Regions from separate parts of the Danio rerio genome. Here all the other regions are linked to region 2. The links are chromatin contacts, called in public Hi-C and Micro-C maps. All regions are on one chromosome and are shown on one strand. Each heading gives the region's core, a stretch centred on a gene start, on an enhancer-like site or on the middle of the called end of the contact. The rest is flanking DNA. Distances are from core to core; before and after follow the strand shown.

Region 1 (2,700 bases), core at 141-2,640, 190 kb after region 2:
CAAAAAATATATATATAATAATTATAACAACTTATAAAAAACTTAAATATTGTCTTGAAAAATCTTATTTATGTAGCCAATAAAAAAGCCATACGGGTTTAAAAACAATATGAGAATGGGTAAATGTGGCAAGACTTTATTACTGAGAGTAACTTCCCTTTAAATATTTGTTTATATCCTAATTGAGGACCCATTTCATAGTTGATAGGAATTGTTAATGACTTGTCAATATGACTTTATAAAACATCATCACTTAAATCAAGGCTTAAATGATAAATGTATTATTAATGTAGCCAACAAAAAGCCATAAAGGTTTAAAATCAGTATGACAATAGGTAAATGTGGCAGGACTTTATTACAGGGAGGAACTTCCCTTTAAATATTTGTTTACATCCTAAATGAGGACACATTTCACAGCTGATCGATCTGAGCTGATCACAGCTAAGCTGTCAATGACTTGTCAACCGGACTTTCAAAAACAGCATCAAATAAGCCAAGACTTAAATGGTGCTTCGGTTGCTTAACAAGCCTTGAAGAAACCCCACTTCCCTATGAAAGTGAAAATCACCCCTAAATAACACCACCACAAGAATAACGGAAGGTAAAGCGATGGAAATCCTCCGGTCAGTAGTAAGTGCAAAAATCTGATTTGAGTGTGTCAGAGAAAGCACTTCTACTGTCTGCTTAGGAAGAGAGAGCTGATAAAGTGCGACAGGGTACATGATAAACACCACGGTGGTGTTGAGAAATGTTGACAGATTAGGGAAATCTGTTTTGTCAGTGTAGACGCTCCAGCACCACCCAGATTAGTTACACTTCTAGTCGGCTGTTAGATAGACACTGACTGCGTGTCAAAACCTCACATTGCCTGATTTTGGGGGATCTCGATAGTTTAGGAATGCGAATAGTATGCGGAAAAATCTAAGCACACAACTCACTGGGTTTTGGGACACAACCACTGACAACAACATTACACCAATAAAACAAAGACAAGCCCAAACAGCCCCACCTTCATCCCTCAAGACATTTACCACCCGCTACTTCGCATAACAGTTCTGTGAAATGACAGGTCGAGGCTTGTTAGCTCGCAGAAAGAGTTAATATGTGGGCTTAACTAGCTGGCTAGCGCTGCTAACGCTAGCTTAGCGCAGCCGCGTAACTGACTGACCGCCGTTAATCGCTGAAGCTCAAACCTCTTACCTCTTTTAACGGCCTCGTCATACGAAAGGAAGCCTATCCGTGACTCTTTGGCGCCCATGGTGCCCTCATTTCATGGCAATGTCAGAAATGTGCAAAGTGAGACCGGTGCCTGTTGCCTTGTTTTCCGTTGTTTTGTTTTTTTACCCTCGGTATGGTGTTCCTATCAAGTCAAGCGGTAGTTTTGCGTTATCAACGAGTGACGCGTCCGAGCGCCGACGCCTCCATACTGAATCACGTGAGTTTTGTCCAATCATAGTGCAGGGGGCGGATGAGCGTCAGTTTCGCGCAAGAAACGCAGCGCTGACGCTTCCCTCATCCGGTTGTTGTGCAGTCGACTTTAATTTCCGTGATTGATTTTAGATATTAGAAATTTGCGTGGTTGTAAGGAGGCCCCTAAACCGGCTTGCATCGCGTTGCATCAGCTCAACAACACCTCATTCTTTATTTTAAAAGTGCATGGTGTATACTGGGCGATAATAAAATGGAATGCTGTAATTAAAAAGCGAATTATGAAAGGATGACTCTGATCAACTTAATGTCTTTTTCTGGAACGGAGCACCGTGTGGAGGCAGCAAATTTCTTTCTCTGGAGAGCCTCGGCTATTGCTTTTCATTATTTTCATCACATACCAAAAATATGGTTAAAATTCGAGTTTTTTTTATAGCCTATAACGTTACTTAATTTATTATGTTTTACAATGTAGCTTTAAGAGTTTTTCCACCTTGACGTAGCATTGTTTTTGGTTCTATTTATACAACACTATTGATCGTGTACTATTAAAATGCATTATCTTTTCCAATATTTAAGTTTCATTTTAATTTTAATTGACGTTTAAGGGTGTGTGTGTGTGTATACATATATTTTCTTGTCGGCTTAGCCTCTTTATTAATCCAGGGTCAGAATGAATTTCAGCAGAATGAACCGCCAACTTATCCAGCATGTATATATATATATATATATATATATATATATATATATATATATATATATATATATATATATATATATATATATATATATATATATATATATATATATATATATATATGCTGGATAAGTTGGCGGTTCATTCTGCTGAAATTCATTCTGACCCTGGATTAATAAAGAAGCTAAGCCGACAAGAAAATGAATGAATGAATGAATATATATATATATATATATATATATATATATATATATATATATATATATATATATATATATATATATATATATATATACTTTTTTTTCTCTTGTTTAGTTTTTTAATTGACAAAAATAATTGTAATATTTTTTTGTTTTAGTAAACTAACTTTATTTTTAATTTTAAGTTTAAATTTAAATTTAAACTAACTTTAAGTTTTAATTTATGAATGAGTATATAAACTTAATATATTTTCATATATATATATATATATAAATAAATATATATATATATATATATATATATATATATATATATATATATATATATATATATATATATATATAGTATATTTCTGTTTTGGTTTTTTTTTCAAT
Region 2 (2,700 bases), core at 57-2,556:
CATTTTTATAATCCGAATCAACAGGCATATGTCGTGCTACTAATAAGACATAAATATAAAATAAATATTTAAAATAAATAAAATCATATACTACATTAATTTTAATGTACCTGTATGTTTTAACAACTTATTTTAAAAAACAAAAGCGGATGAGTTATGATTACATAGCTCCTATTAACGTTAAAACACAAATGTAACGCTCAAGCAACCAAACCCTAAAGGAATAAAAATATTTAAGTTATTTTAGTGACGTCTCCAATAAATCTATGTGCGTAGCTCGTGACACTTAGCATAAGTGCTAAGCGCTAAAGGGAGACAAATTATCATCCCGAACTAAAATTTGCGTTATTACGTTAAGATAAACTAAATCGTATTGCATTCGATGACCAATTAAATAAGGAATAATTAATCAGACGCCAAGTTATAAACCGTGCTAATCCGTCGCTATTCATTAGCTTCCGTTAGCCGTGTTTTGTTGCTAAACTGTTGGCTAACTGTTAGCACTGCTAGCTTTAGCTCGGTCCAGGCCTCGCGATGGATAAACAAATTCCTTAATGCGTAAAAAGGGATCAGTTTTACCACATAACATACGGTTTGCGTTGTGGTAATAAGTCGGAGTTTAATTTTAGGTCTATAACAAAAAAAAATTAGCTTGTGATTTCTTTTGTCCATCTGTTCTTTATCTGTGATGAAAACACTGTTACAGGATCAATGTTTTGACGTAGGGGTGGCCCCATGGTCTTCGATCACTAAAAAAACATTAGAAAGTGACTGAAAATGTCAATTTGATCATATTCTGAATGTTTTCCTGATTCGCTTGTGACCTTCCAGATTGCGCTGTGTAACGTTTCAAGATGGCGTTTCGTTACCTCTGTACGTTTCCCAGAAAAGGCGACTTTAATCCCTTTGAAAGAAAAAAAGCAAATGCCCGTGCTTTTTGTTTTTGGAAAAAAGCAAAGGACAAATCAATAGTTGGATAGAAATATGATGATATTACTCGACCTTTCGTCAGTGAGAAGGCTGTTGTGTTCGTGGTTGGCTGTTGGGGAGTTTGGATGGACAGTCATGCTTTCCACAGCCATTTCCTCTAACGTACTACATTCAGTGCAAAAAATCAACTGTCTTATGCGTTACTTGACTTTGATCTACTTGTTGATTGGCATTAGGAAGAGATTCAGTTCATTGTAGTCAATTCCCCCCTAACAGTTTAAAAGAGAAACAGGTTGAAAACGTTCCTGAGGTTCTCCGTCCTACAGTTGCGATGTGAAATGAAACTCATTCTCTTAAAATGGCGACGCTTCTTCTCCGAAGAGAATGGGCGGACTTACGTGACGTCGACTGTCACGGAAATGACCGATCGGGTCATGAAAAAAAAACACTTTTTTTTTTACTCTAAGGGTAATGTAATAGTTAAAATAGTATATATTAACTGTAATCATGCACATAATATCTTAATATAAAACGTTATTTTTATCAGTATTTATTATTATTATCATCATCATTATTATTATCATTATTCATTGTATTATTACTGTTTTATCAAAAAAGGGGCCTTGCAGTTAAAATATATCAACATTGCATTATCTTTGGTATCATATGTTTCAATACCTATTCTGGACCTATATATATATATATATATATATATATATATATATATATATATATATATATATATATATATATATATATATATATATATATATATATATATATGTATATATATATGTATATATATATATATATATATATATATATATATATATATATATATATATATAATTGAATATAATAACTCTAAAGTATCAGTTTTATACAACTCAACTTTTTATTTGATTCTATTTTGCAAGCACAGATCTAGAAAACAATCATTTAATGCTATTAATAGTGATCTACACTCCAATAAATATAATTCTGTCACGTTTATGTTTGCTTAAAACCATTATTATTGTAAATTATACTATTACATTTTGTTTGAAATTAAAATCTTATTTTGCCAGTGATGGGTTGCAGCTGGAAGGTCATCCGCTGCGTAAAATATATGCTGGATAAGTTGGCGGTTCATTCTGCTGTGGCGACCCCAGATTAATAAAGGGACTAAGCTAAAAAGAAAATGAATGAATGAAAATCTTATAATGATTGTCAAATGATTTGTCAAATCCTTTGAGAATATTTTTAAAAATAAAGAAGACTCTATATTATTTATACTCTTTATTATTTAATGTCTCTTAAAATAAAAAGTACTAATTTTCTTTTTTCCATTTCTTTGCAAGTAGACTATTATAAAATAGTAAAATGCACCATTTTCACTCATATCTGGACAGAAATTTTAAGTTAAATTAACACCATGAACGGACCTTTGCTCATAAAATTATGCATTATTAAAAATTAAATTCATCATATGTACATGACATATTTTGGTGACACATTTAACGCTCGCTAGATGTATAAAGGATCCCTGATAAATGTCCATTGTCGAGCTCTGATTCTGGCACACATCTCCTGCGTCATCATTGCGCGCCTTTACGAGTTTCACTAAGCGGCACTTTTGTCCCATTGAATGGGCAATAGAAAAAATAGAGCGTAGAATAGTCCAACTAACCCGTAGTTAATTGATTACAGCTTATCATCAGAAATACAAATATTCCGAGATGATCGATACCATCGAAAAAGAAGACACTATTATTAGTGAGGAGGAAGCTG
Region 3 (2,700 bases), core at 1-2,500, 170 kb before region 2:
GTCGCTGGTTCGAGCCCTTTAATAGTTCTTTTTATATCCTCATAACTAGTTTTTCCACTTTCTTTTTATAATAGTCATGTTGTTTTGTTTCATTCTTTTGTTTTCTTTTGGGCTTAGTCCCTTTATTAATCATGGGATTCCATCGAGGAATGAACCACCAACATATCCAGAACATGTTTTTACACACTGGATGCCTTTCCAGCTGCAGCCCATCACTGGGAAACATCCATACACACTCATTCACACACTACCCAATTCACCTGTACTGCATGTCTTTGCACTTGTGGGGGAAAAGCACCCACCCAGAGAAAACCTACGCGAACACGGGTAGAACATACAAACTCCACACAGAAATGCCAACTGACCCAGCCGAGGCTCAAATCAGTGACCTTCAGGTTGTGAGGCAACAGTGCTACCCACTGCGCCACCACACCGCCCTTGTTTAGTTTTATATTCACAATATAGTAATGCCAGTCAAACATTTAATGTTTGTTCATGTGTTACAATGACTTCAAAACTTTTTTGCTATAAAGTTGACTTTAAAACTAAAATTTAAGGCAACAAACTTCAGGACATTTTTGAGAACGTAAATCTAGTCAAGTGCAGTTATTGGGTTGAAAGTTGAGTCAACTCAAAAATGTCCAGATGTTTGTTAACTTAAAATTATACGTTGAGACAACTTTTTACTGTAGCTGAACATGTATTAGGCCTATGTAGTTATGTATTTTAATCCATTTTAATTTAATTAATTTCATTTAACAATGACTTTAATGAATTTAACAATAATTATTTTCTTTATCAACACAACGCAATGTTTAATGCAAATCATTATGCTGACAACAATGCATAAATATTATTTTTTCTCTTTGTTGTTTTAATAACAATAATCTCAAATATATGATTAGAAATGATCGAAAAGATAACATTACTTAAAATGTGCATTGTAACAGATTACATAACTGGCTACATGTATCATCATGCTGTTTGTAATCCGAAACTAACGACCATTTTTTCAGTAACCGCACCAGCACTTTTCAGAAGCACTCAATTTCTCCCGGATTGAGCTGCACTGCCGTACAGTGTCCAGCAGGAGGAGTGGTCCGCTTTTATTATGGCCAGACTTGTTTGTCAGTCGACGAGTCTGTTACTTGAATGAATGAACAGTGTCTTTAGGACCATGGGGGAAGGGTGTGCATAAGTGTGTGTGACTGTGTATGTGTGTGTGAGCGTCCGCCGCAGCCCTGCCCAGCCTATTCTTTCTCCTGACGTCCTTCCTTGATGCCAGTGTCACACGCTGCTGGGGATGAACATTTTACAGCCACTGTACAGTTTTTATAAGCTAAGCTATACCGTCTGGGAGCATTGACAGACGGACTGCCTCTGCGAAAAGGATATTGCCCACCGGTGCCTGTCGGGACGGGAGTGCACTCGACATACGCTTAACAGTTTGCATTTCGTACTGTATCCGCCGATGTTTATTTATTAATATATTGTTTTCCTGGAAATGTGCACAGATGAGTCTTTGAAGGGGACACCGCGTCCGTGGGAGTGGTTTATTTTCTTCTGGACAACCCAGACTCTTTGAAAAAATGGGTCTGTTTTCATCTGTTTGATGCTGCGGTAGCTCTGTTTTTCCTATTCTGTTCTGCTTTTGTTTTCTTTCGTTGTGTCTCGTGATCTACAGTCGACTCAACATACAAAAAACTCGCTGGTATGGGACATTTTTGTTTAGCTCAGGACAAAATGATCTATTGTTCCGGCTAGCCGAACCACCACAGACATGAGCATCATAGTATAGCCTTTTTATCTTTGTTCTCATCCCATCAGTATTGTGCATAGCATCCAGCAGACTTGGGCGAAAATGAGGATTGTTTAAGAGGGAAAACACTATAGTGGTGGTCGGAGAGGGCAGCGATAGCCTCTCGATACTGGCTCGGCTGCGGACCGGGTCTGATTCAATTAGCAACTGTACGCGGAGCCCTGCAAATAAAGGCAGCGTTGCTGAAAGCTGAAGCTCAGGGACGATGTCTTCTCGCGCAGCGCTGCAGCCGGGGAACGACAGGAATGCAGACCACGTAAGTGTAAAGCTTTCTTACGTCATTTAGTTCCACTTGACAAACGAACCATTAGAACGTTTGTCGTCAAAAGTGGAGAAGGGAAGTGATGAGGCTCGCTTTTCCAAACATCAGAACAGAAAGGAGAATTCGACTTCTCTTTTACGTCATCAATTAATATTTACGACATCCTGGCAATTAATGTTGTTGTTTTTTTTTTGTATTAATGTTGAAATGCAAGAGTGTGTGTTTGAGTTTTTCGTGTTGTAGTTCAGTTTGTTGTTCATACACACTTAAAGGTATATATTTGTTTCCTTGTTTAAACTAGTTACCTTTTTAAAATGAGCTAAAACAACACAATTCTTGAGATTTCATAGGGACAACTTAATTGTTTATGTTCAATCCACATAAATTTGTTTAAAGTGTTAAGTTCACTTAATTTGTGTTGAGACAACATGAATGAATTGTGTGGAACCCTGCCTTCTTTTTACAGTGCAGGTTAAAATATATTTCCGGAAAAACAAAGCAGACATGTCGGCTACATTGTATTTATGCTAAACAATAGCTGCTAAAGTTAATGTACAATTTCTCACTGAAAAACACAAAACCCTCATAATTATATGTGGGGGAATATGTATAATGTATG

Evidence for each region. A called contact is a pair of places that touch in the nucleus more often than the background predicts.
Region 1: a contact with region 2 is called in a Hi-C map of hematopoietic stem cells, with 2.9 times the contacts expected there. The contact joins the promoter of usp32 here to the promoter of zc3h4 in region 2. A contact is called at or near these places in 2 of 18 Hi-C or Micro-C datasets (hematopoietic stem cells and an unstated tissue) and 1 of 4 datasets of contacts at active chromatin or transcription factors (caudal fin).
Region 3: a Micro-C map of caudal fin shows a contact between it and region 2, with 5 times the contacts expected there. The contact joins the promoter of mark4b here to the promoter of zc3h4 in region 2. A contact is called at or near these places in 2 of 18 Hi-C or Micro-C datasets (caudal fin and an unstated tissue) and 2 of 4 datasets of contacts at active chromatin or transcription factors (caudal fin and gastrula embryo).

Annotation. Positions count from the first base shown.
Region 1 is chr15:26,374,781-26,377,480 of GRCz12tu, forward strand. usp32 (ubiquitin specific peptidase 32) reads right to left here and starts at 1,391. Exons shown (of 35, transcript XR_012390853.1): 1 at 1,201-1,391.
Region 2 is chr15:26,187,068-26,189,767 of GRCz12tu, forward strand. It overlaps zc3h4 (zinc finger CCCH-type containing 4), which reads right to left and starts at 1,307. Exons shown (of 14, transcript XM_005157605.6): 1 at 1,003-1,307. The coding sequence starts at 1,082. sae1 (SUMO1 activating enzyme subunit 1) reads left to right here and starts at 2,475. Exons shown (of 9, transcript NM_001002058.1): 1 at 2,475-2,700. The coding sequence starts at 2,649.
Region 3 is chr15:26,016,660-26,019,359 of GRCz12tu, forward strand. It overlaps mark4b (MAP/microtubule affinity-regulating kinase 4b), which reads left to right and starts at 1,251. Exons shown (of 18, transcript XR_012390840.1): 1 at 1,251-2,075.